Linked DNA regions of Mus musculus: region 2 is linked to region 1. A link is a contact called in public HiChIP or PLAC-seq data. All regions are on one chromosome and are shown on one strand. Each heading gives the region's core, a stretch centred on a gene start, on an enhancer-like site or on the middle of the called end of the contact. The rest is flanking DNA. Distances are from core to core; before and after follow the strand shown.

Region 1 (3,684 bases), core at 430-2,929:
CCCTCCAGGAACTGCACTGCAGAGATGCAGACAGCACAGGCTCCCCAGCTGCTCCACCTTGGGGCTGCATAGATTTGCAGAAAATGATATTTCCCCTTTTTTTGTGTCATTTTCTTAACAGTTCAGTAATTTTTTTTAAATTTGAAAATGATGTTTTCCCTTTTTTGTCATTTTCTTAACAGTTCAAGTAATTTAAAAAAATTTTTTTTTCCCAGAGAACAATCGGCTCCAAAGTTGCAGAGCAACCAGGGAGAGCCTGTGCAACAGCGCTCAATTCTCGGCTGTGATGACCAGGAGCCTGAGCCTTACCAGTCGCCCTGCCTGGAACACCATGCAGGCCTGTTCAGTTTGGAACTCAGTGCAGGAATGACTTTTTCCTGCAAAGCTTGGACCAGGAGCCTCACCCAGAGCCCTGGCCACACTGCCTGACATGGGCTATACCCTGTCTTGCCTGCCTGGTGACTCGGTTGCTTCCCTAGCCCCACCCCCATCTGATGTAAAGTACAGCTATCCAGAGCTCGCTCCAGGGACAAGGCACAAAGCCACCAGTGAGGCCCTTCACATACAAGGAACTCTCTTACTATAGAGGACAGAAGTCGCAGGCCCCACCCTCTTTACTCCACCCACTCGCCTTGCACCCCAGCCTCCAGGTGTGTGTGTGTGGGGGGGGGGGTGATAAGAGAAAGGAAGGAAGGGTTGTGAATAGTCAAATTGTTGACACAGCTCTAGTGGGTAGTCTTGGTGGCCCCACGGGCTACTTAGCCCATGAGGCTGAGAAATCTGAGGATTCCCCTGGGAGGGGACAGAAATGGTCGAGGGTCAAAGTAGAGCCCCATCCCCACCGACAGTGGGGGCTGAAGGGAGCTTCTGGCCCAGGAATAGGTGAAGTTCAGCCTTCAGGGATGGAGGGGACTTAGTAGCCTCCCCAGGCTGCCTGCAGGACTCAGAAAATAGTTTCAGAGGTCCTCCAGGCCCTCTAGTCTGCCTTCCATCATGGGTGCTTGGTTTCTTTCGGCAGCCTGGTCCCTGGTGGGCAGCGAATGACCACAGGCCCCCTCCCCGGCCCTTTGAGATCCTTCTTTGTGGCTCTCAGACTGCCCATTTGTTTCTGCGGTGCATCGGACTACTGGGTCAGCTGCCCACGTTCTAGCCATGTTTCTCAGGCCATCATCCTGCTGTTCTGCTGCCTGTCACTCGGCGCTGACAGAGAAACGCTGGTCCCTTCCCTCGGTCTGACATTGTAAAGGCATCCAGCTTCCCTTACCCAGTGCAGTTCCGATACAGTGGCTGCTCTCCGAAGTGCTGACAGATACGAGATCTCATCTAACGCGCGCGCGCGCGCGCACACACACACACACACACACACACACACACACACACACACACACGAGGTCACGTGCACCCTCCATCCTGGCTCGTGCATACTGCACGGCGTGCCCGCAAACCCAAGGGGCCACTCCCAGAGTAGCACCGCCAGGTAGGAGAGGTCAGGCTACAGGTTCGGGTCTTGGTGGCTGCACTCGACGCCAGCGTCCTCGTCGTGCTTGCAATTGTGCGTGCCCACGCCAGCGTGCGCGCACTCCAGCAGGTTGCGTTCGCTGCCCGCGCAGCGCACGTCGTCCAGCAAGATCCGGAGCGCGCGGCCCTCGCCAAACTCCGCGCGCTTGGCGGCTCGCACCGCGTGCGCAAAACCCAGCTGACGACACACCACGGCGGCTGCCTTGGTGTCCCAGGCGTCGTCGCACACCGTGCCCCAGCGTCCGCCTATGAACACTTCCACGCGACCGCGGCCGGGGCTCAGGCCTGCGGGCCGTACCAGACGCACCGATCCGTTCTCGGGTTCGGGGACCGCGGTACTCGGACGTCCCCGCCGTCGCCCGCCTCCCTTCCGGGCCCCTGGTCGCCGGGTGGGCCTTGCGGGCTTTGTGGGTCGCGGGGTGGGGGCAGGAGGAGCAGCCGTGGGGCGCCTACGGCGGGGCGCCTTAGTGGGAGCGCGGGCTGTGGGGCGCGGAGTGCTCTCTGGCGTCCGGATGAACTCTACAAAGAGGGGAAAAGCCTGGGGTCAGAGGGAACTGGCTGTCCCAGCCAGGCATAGCCCCCAGCCTGTGCCAGCAAAACAGATCCTAAGGAAAGAGGCCTGGTCTGGCTCCAACCAGACCCTAAGATTAGGGTGCATCTTAGGGAGCCAGCTGTGTTTGACCGGTTTCCCTGACCCCTAAGGATTTTAGCCTAAAGCAATGTCGGGCACTTCTTCAGTCACTCAGGGAGCCCTGGTTAACAGTCAGGCACTGTGCTGGTCTGCCCACTGCCTGGACCTTATCGAAGGATCGATCAAACAAGATGCATTGTACTTAAAGTTCACTGACACTGAGTGGGTCTCTCACAAGTGTCAGACATGGTGCTAGGTATAGGGGCTGTGGAAACATTCTAGGTCCCTCTGCGCCCCAGTCTGACCTGAGGGCGCAGGAGCCCCCTTTCCCACTGAAGAATACTTACTTTCCTTGGGCACAAAGGGGATGAGATGACTCCTCACCTTCACCTGAGCAGGGCGGATCTTACACTTCCCTGGAGGCGCCCGTCTACCAAAGACACACAGGTGATCAGGCCTGGGGTCTAGCTTTGAGATCCTCATCTTTCATCCCATGACACACACACACACACACACACACACACACACACACACACACACATCCCAACACCTTCCCCTTGTAGTGAGACAAGAGGGTAGGGGCCAGATAGGTGTGACCAGGGATGACTATAACTAATGTCCAGCTACTAACGTTTCACTCTGTAGCCCCCCCCCCACTATGTTGCCCACCCTATTCCTGTAATGCCCCATTCCTGTCCACCCCTTCCACCTCAGGACTTGAGAAGAGTCTCTTTCCCTGCCTCTAGTTTCTGGGTTTCTGGAGAAATGCAGAAAGTTAAGGCAAGATAAAAGACATAGTGGGCAAAAGGGGTGAATTGTGAGAAGCTATCCCCAGCAGGCCCAGCACAGTCGTGGGGCCTGTCGTTCAGAGAAAAGAGTCTGAGAAAGGTTGCCAGGGTGTGAACAGCCTCCCTCCCCATCCTGCAGAAACACAAGGGCCAGAACTCCATTTTAATTGGTTTTTGGCTGTTGATCTGTTTTCCTTTGAATGGATCTGACTCTATTCCAACCCTGCCCCCACGTGGGTCCAGGACTTCGCTGGGGGGTTCCATCAGCCTGGGATTGAAATAGCCACATGACGAAGTGGCCCCCAGATAGACTTGGCATGAGAGGGGACAATGTAGCTCTTACAAGGCACACAGACTTCTCAAAGATGGAGGTGCAGCCATCTCTATTCTGACCTCTCACTGGGTCTGCATTTCGGGCAGATCCAGGAAGCAGGAGAGGGTGCCGTCTCTTAAAGAGATTATATTTAAAACAAGACAAAACACCACAGTGGTTCTGTTCAAGCTGTGACCCCTGGGCCTTCCTCCGTGTCCTCCTTTTCCACGTGTCAGTTGGCAGGCATCTGAGGTGTGGGTATCAGGAAGCACACTGCTTTCGAAGGAGAAAAACGGAAGAGAGGAGAATGAAGGAACAAGGGAGGAGTCCCACTCACTTCTGCCTGCCTCTAACCCCAAGATCTTGAGCAGGGAAAGGTCAAAGTCCTTTCTGCACACACAGACACAGTGAACCAAGAGACAGGGTTTGTTGTA
Region 2 (3,784 bases), core at 211-2,710, 180 kb before region 1:
TCCCGAGTCCTTTGGAAGGCCAGTATTCTTAACCATCTCTCTATCCCTGATTATTTTACTTTTAATTAAGAGCTCATTACAGAGCTAGGTAAAGAGCCTAGCTGGTAAAGAGCTTGCCGCACAAGCCTGAGGACCCAAGTTCGATCCCCAGGACCCGCAGCTGGGCTGTGGTGGTGTGCACTCTAATGGCAACACTGGGATGCAGAGGCAGGCAGATGCTTAGAGCTTTCTAGCCAACTGCCCTGGCTTAAACAGAGAGCCCAGGTCTCAGTGAGAGACGCTGTCTCAAAGTCAAGGTAAAGAACAACAGGAGAGGTTGACTGCAGCCTCTGCATGAACGCACATGCACGCTCACCCCCCACCTGCCTGCACATCCCACCCCCAACACACACCAAGGGTCCATTATACCAGAGATGAGGAATGCATACTCCATTGTTCTTGAGGCCGGCTTTCCTGGCCAGGCCCACGGCTGTTTTAGGATTATATGCAGAGCAAAGCACAAGAATATCACACAAACAGGGACATCTGATGTGAGGATGCGTACACGGACGAGCGAGTGGCTCGAGGATGGGTGTGTTGGGCTAGCATGCCTTGAGAAAGGCTGGAAGCCTGGTGGCTAGAAATGTTTGGTCGGAAATGTGTCCCTGTACATTCTCATACTTACAGACTTTGAGAATGCGATGCAGGTGACAGCCCGGTCAAAAAAGCCTATTCCAATGACATGCAGAGTGTTCAGTGTCACAGAGTCCCAGATGCGCACATGTGGTGGCAGTTGCTGTTTGAAAAGAACACAGCCATCATTTGTGACTGTTGGGTAATTACTTCTCTTTACCTTGGAACCATAAAATTATTTTGACAGTGACTTCGGTTTTGCCAAACAAAGTCTTTTTTCTGTATCTGAGGACTCAACTCAATGAAAACATTCGCAGTGACCTAAGGAAACTCTAGGCCCGTGAACCATGGAGATGTCGGGAGAAGGCTCTCAAGTTTTAAACTTTGACTATCCACTCTCCAACACCCATACCAGAGGAACAGACACGCCTTTTGTATATTTGCATTTCTCTAAATTTTAGAAACGACATTTCACCAAATAGCACCACAGTGCAGTCAACAGATCCATCATCGCGAAAGGGTTTGGATTTGTGCCGGCTGGCAGGCAAGTGATAGGCAAACCTTGCTCTTGTTTAGCCTTGTCCCCAAATAGCCAGTTGCCAGGCACCAGACACCAGCATGTGGTCTCTCTAGGTTTCTTCACAGGTCAAAAAGTCTACTCAGACAGCTGTAAATCTCTCTCTAGTTCTATAGTAAGGATTCAATCAGGATGCCAAAAATGGAAATACACTTTCGTGCCACTAGAGGGCGGAAGAAACAGTTTCTAATTTCAAAGAGTTCTTCCAGGGTTTCCTTCTTTTTAAAACATGAACAACTGCTCCTTATGTGAGTTTACATAACAGCAGCCTGGCTTCTGTTATCGATCTTTGCAAGTGTGGAACACTCATAGAGAACAGCATGAAACCAACAGCTAAAATTTGGTATCATGAAAACATCTGTTCAGATAAGAGAGCAGTTTCTAGGCAGATACACATTGATAAAAAAAAATGGAGGTTCCTGTCCTGATTAGCTTCACACCGGGACAAAGCTGTACAAACAGGGACTTAAGAGGCTGTGAGAGTTTTGATAAAACATGACAGTCACTCGTGGATGCCAGCTTGGACGTCTCCTATTTGTCAGGTTCCTCACCTCCTTCCTTCCAAGCCAGACTGAAGCCTTGTTAAAGCGTCTGCAGTCTGTCTGCCTGAAGCTCCCAGGAGCCTCTGTGATCAGCACAAGGCATAAAGTCCACCCACTGAAGAAATGACTGGCAGGCACCCACAGTCAAGGACATCCCATAACATATGGTTACTTGGTGATTTTAACTCTGCTGCTTAGATTGGTATATTTTCGTGTTGATCATGTATGGAGATAAGGATTTCAGGAACTGATCGATTCTTTGATAAGACAATGCGATTTTAATGTGTTGTGGCTGCTGTATGTTATTTTTAAAGACAGTGTCCTGTTACAGAGCCCACAGACCTGCCTGTCTCTGCCTCCTGAACTCTGGCGTTAAAGATGTGTGCCATCCCAACCAGCAGCAATGCTATTTTAAAACTGGCTGAAGTTATGAGGAAGCTCAGGGTGGGGCTTAGGTCACGATGGAACATTCAGTTTGCAGTGAGAGCCCCTGGTGAGGACCCAATGGTTCTCAAATGCTGTGACTACAACGACCAGGCAGACTCATCATCAGCAATGTCGCCAGGAGGTTGTCGCCAGGTCTTTATCAAAGTCAGAAAGACAAGGAGGAAACCTCACCTTTCCATCCTTAGATGTGCCCGCCACTTGTCCCGTTGCTATGGTGATCCTGTCAGGATGGACCGCTAGGCTAAAATAAGGATAATTATCAGACAACCCCACACAAAGGTGCACTTTACTTCTACAATCTTCCAAAAGTTTAAACATAAGAAATCCACACTGCCTAGCTTCTAACAGACTCACCCCAACTACCTTAGCCAGCAAATGCTATTTCATTCATCAGAATGCCCGATTTCCTTTCGGGAACTTCCAACCTTAAGGAAAGGCATCCTTTGTTGGGAAAATAGCATTTCCTTCTCAGAACCACTGACTTAGTCGCCACCCTTTTCTACAAGTCATTTTTGGGTGTGTTAATTAGGAAAGACGTCTCATGTCAGTAGGACCACAAACCCATCTACCCACTGCAAGGTCTTCCCTAAGCTATACTATGATCCATAGGCATGCCAGACTCAGACCTATGTACACAGCAAAGCACGTTTTCATTTTTCGAGGCAGGGTTTCTCTGTATAGCCCTGGCTGTCCTGGAACTCACTCTGTAGACCAGTCTGGCCTCGAACTCAGAAATCTGCTTGCCTCTGCCTCCCGAGTGCTGGGATTAAAGGTGTGTGCCACCACGCCCGGCCTAAACTTTTTTTCTTAAACTTTATAAATTTTTCTTTTTCTTTTTTTAAATTACTGCGCCCCGGCCCGGCCCCGCCCACCACCCAGGCCCCGCCCACCACTGCCATTGCACACAAAGCACGTTTTTCTAAACTTAGAGACCCAATTTGAAGTCTTTAACATTCAGGATGTTAAGAAAGCTTCCTGAAGCTTTTTCCCTCAGATAATCTGGTCACATAGAAGCACAGAGAGCAGAATTAGGGAGCCCAAAGACAACACGGCGAATAGAAAGAAGAGCTTTGCACCTTCAGAGCCCTGCACCACCCCACCCCTGGCTTGTGCCCTGATGCTGAATTCTTTTGGCTAAGGCTAGTTCACCTATGTCCTGCCGACCTGTCTGTGGGGACTCACCACTTGACGTCATCGTTGTGGCCCGCGTAATGCCTCTGCAGCTGCTCCTCCACATTGTAAAGCACCACGACAGACGCAATGAAGTACACGGTCTCCCCGGTCGGGAGCAAGTACAAGTTATTGCGACAGTCTCGCCCCCGGTACCCGTAGCTTAGTGTATGTCAAGATGAAAATCCTTTGCTTTTAAGAGCTGGAGAACTACCGCTTCATTCAACAGGCCCAAAGATGCTGTGAAATGGTGCTATCAGTTTAACCAATTTAGACAACGCTGAACTGAGAACGTGCTGGGTGCAGTGGCGCGTGCTTGTGAGCCTAAACAGATCTCTGTGAGCTCCAGGCCAGCTGGGGCTGCATGGTGAGAGAGGCCATGTCTCAAACAACAGCAAAATTAAATAGATTCTGACACTCAGTGCCCAGTGGACCT

What was found. HiChIP or PLAC-seq counts read pairs in DNA pulled down with a chosen protein or histone mark.
Region 2: an H3K4me3 HiChIP or PLAC-seq map of forebrain shows a contact between it and region 1, with 6 times the contacts expected there. The contact joins two enhancer-like sites. A contact is called at or near these places in 17 of 39 promoter capture datasets (the 3T3-L1 cell line, HPC-7-derived erythroid cells, cranial neural crest and 10 more), 3 of 15 datasets of contacts at CTCF or cohesin (the NIH/3T3 cell line, embryonic stem cells and large pre-B cells), 7 of 484 Hi-C or Micro-C datasets (bone marrow-derived dendritic cells, cerebral cortex, embryonic fibroblasts and 4 more), 18 of 115 datasets of contacts at active chromatin or transcription factors (craniofacial prominence, embryonic basal ganglia, embryonic forebrain and 9 more) and 3 of 9 other capture datasets (adipose tissue, liver and pancreatic islet).

Annotation. Positions count from the first base shown.
Region 1 is chr12:108,326,021-108,329,704 of GRCm38.p6, reverse strand. It overlaps Hhipl1 (hedgehog interacting protein-like 1), which reads right to left. Exons shown (of 9, transcript NM_001044380.1): 8 at 2,497-2,579; 9 at 1,405-2,037. The coding sequence ends at 1,493. Among named protein-coding and RNA genes, the nearest start is that of Cyp46a1, 6.5 kb to the left of the region's middle. Within about 2 kb of position 1,679, at least 58 of the 459 cell types and tissues checked have an H3K27ac peak or open chromatin away from gene starts, as enhancers often do. A contact at or near this core is called in cerebral cortex and forebrain, where this site is marked.
Region 2 is chr12:108,508,812-108,512,595 of GRCm38.p6, reverse strand. It overlaps Eml1 (echinoderm microtubule associated protein like 1), which reads right to left. Exons shown (of 22, transcript NM_001043335.1): 7 at 3,361-3,510; 8 at 2,350-2,419; 9 at 665-775. Among named protein-coding and RNA genes, the nearest start is that of Evl, 44 kb to the left of the region's middle. Within about 2 kb of position 1,460, at least 14 of the 459 cell types and tissues checked have an H3K27ac peak or open chromatin away from gene starts, as enhancers often do. A contact at or near this core is called in cerebral cortex and forebrain, where this site is marked.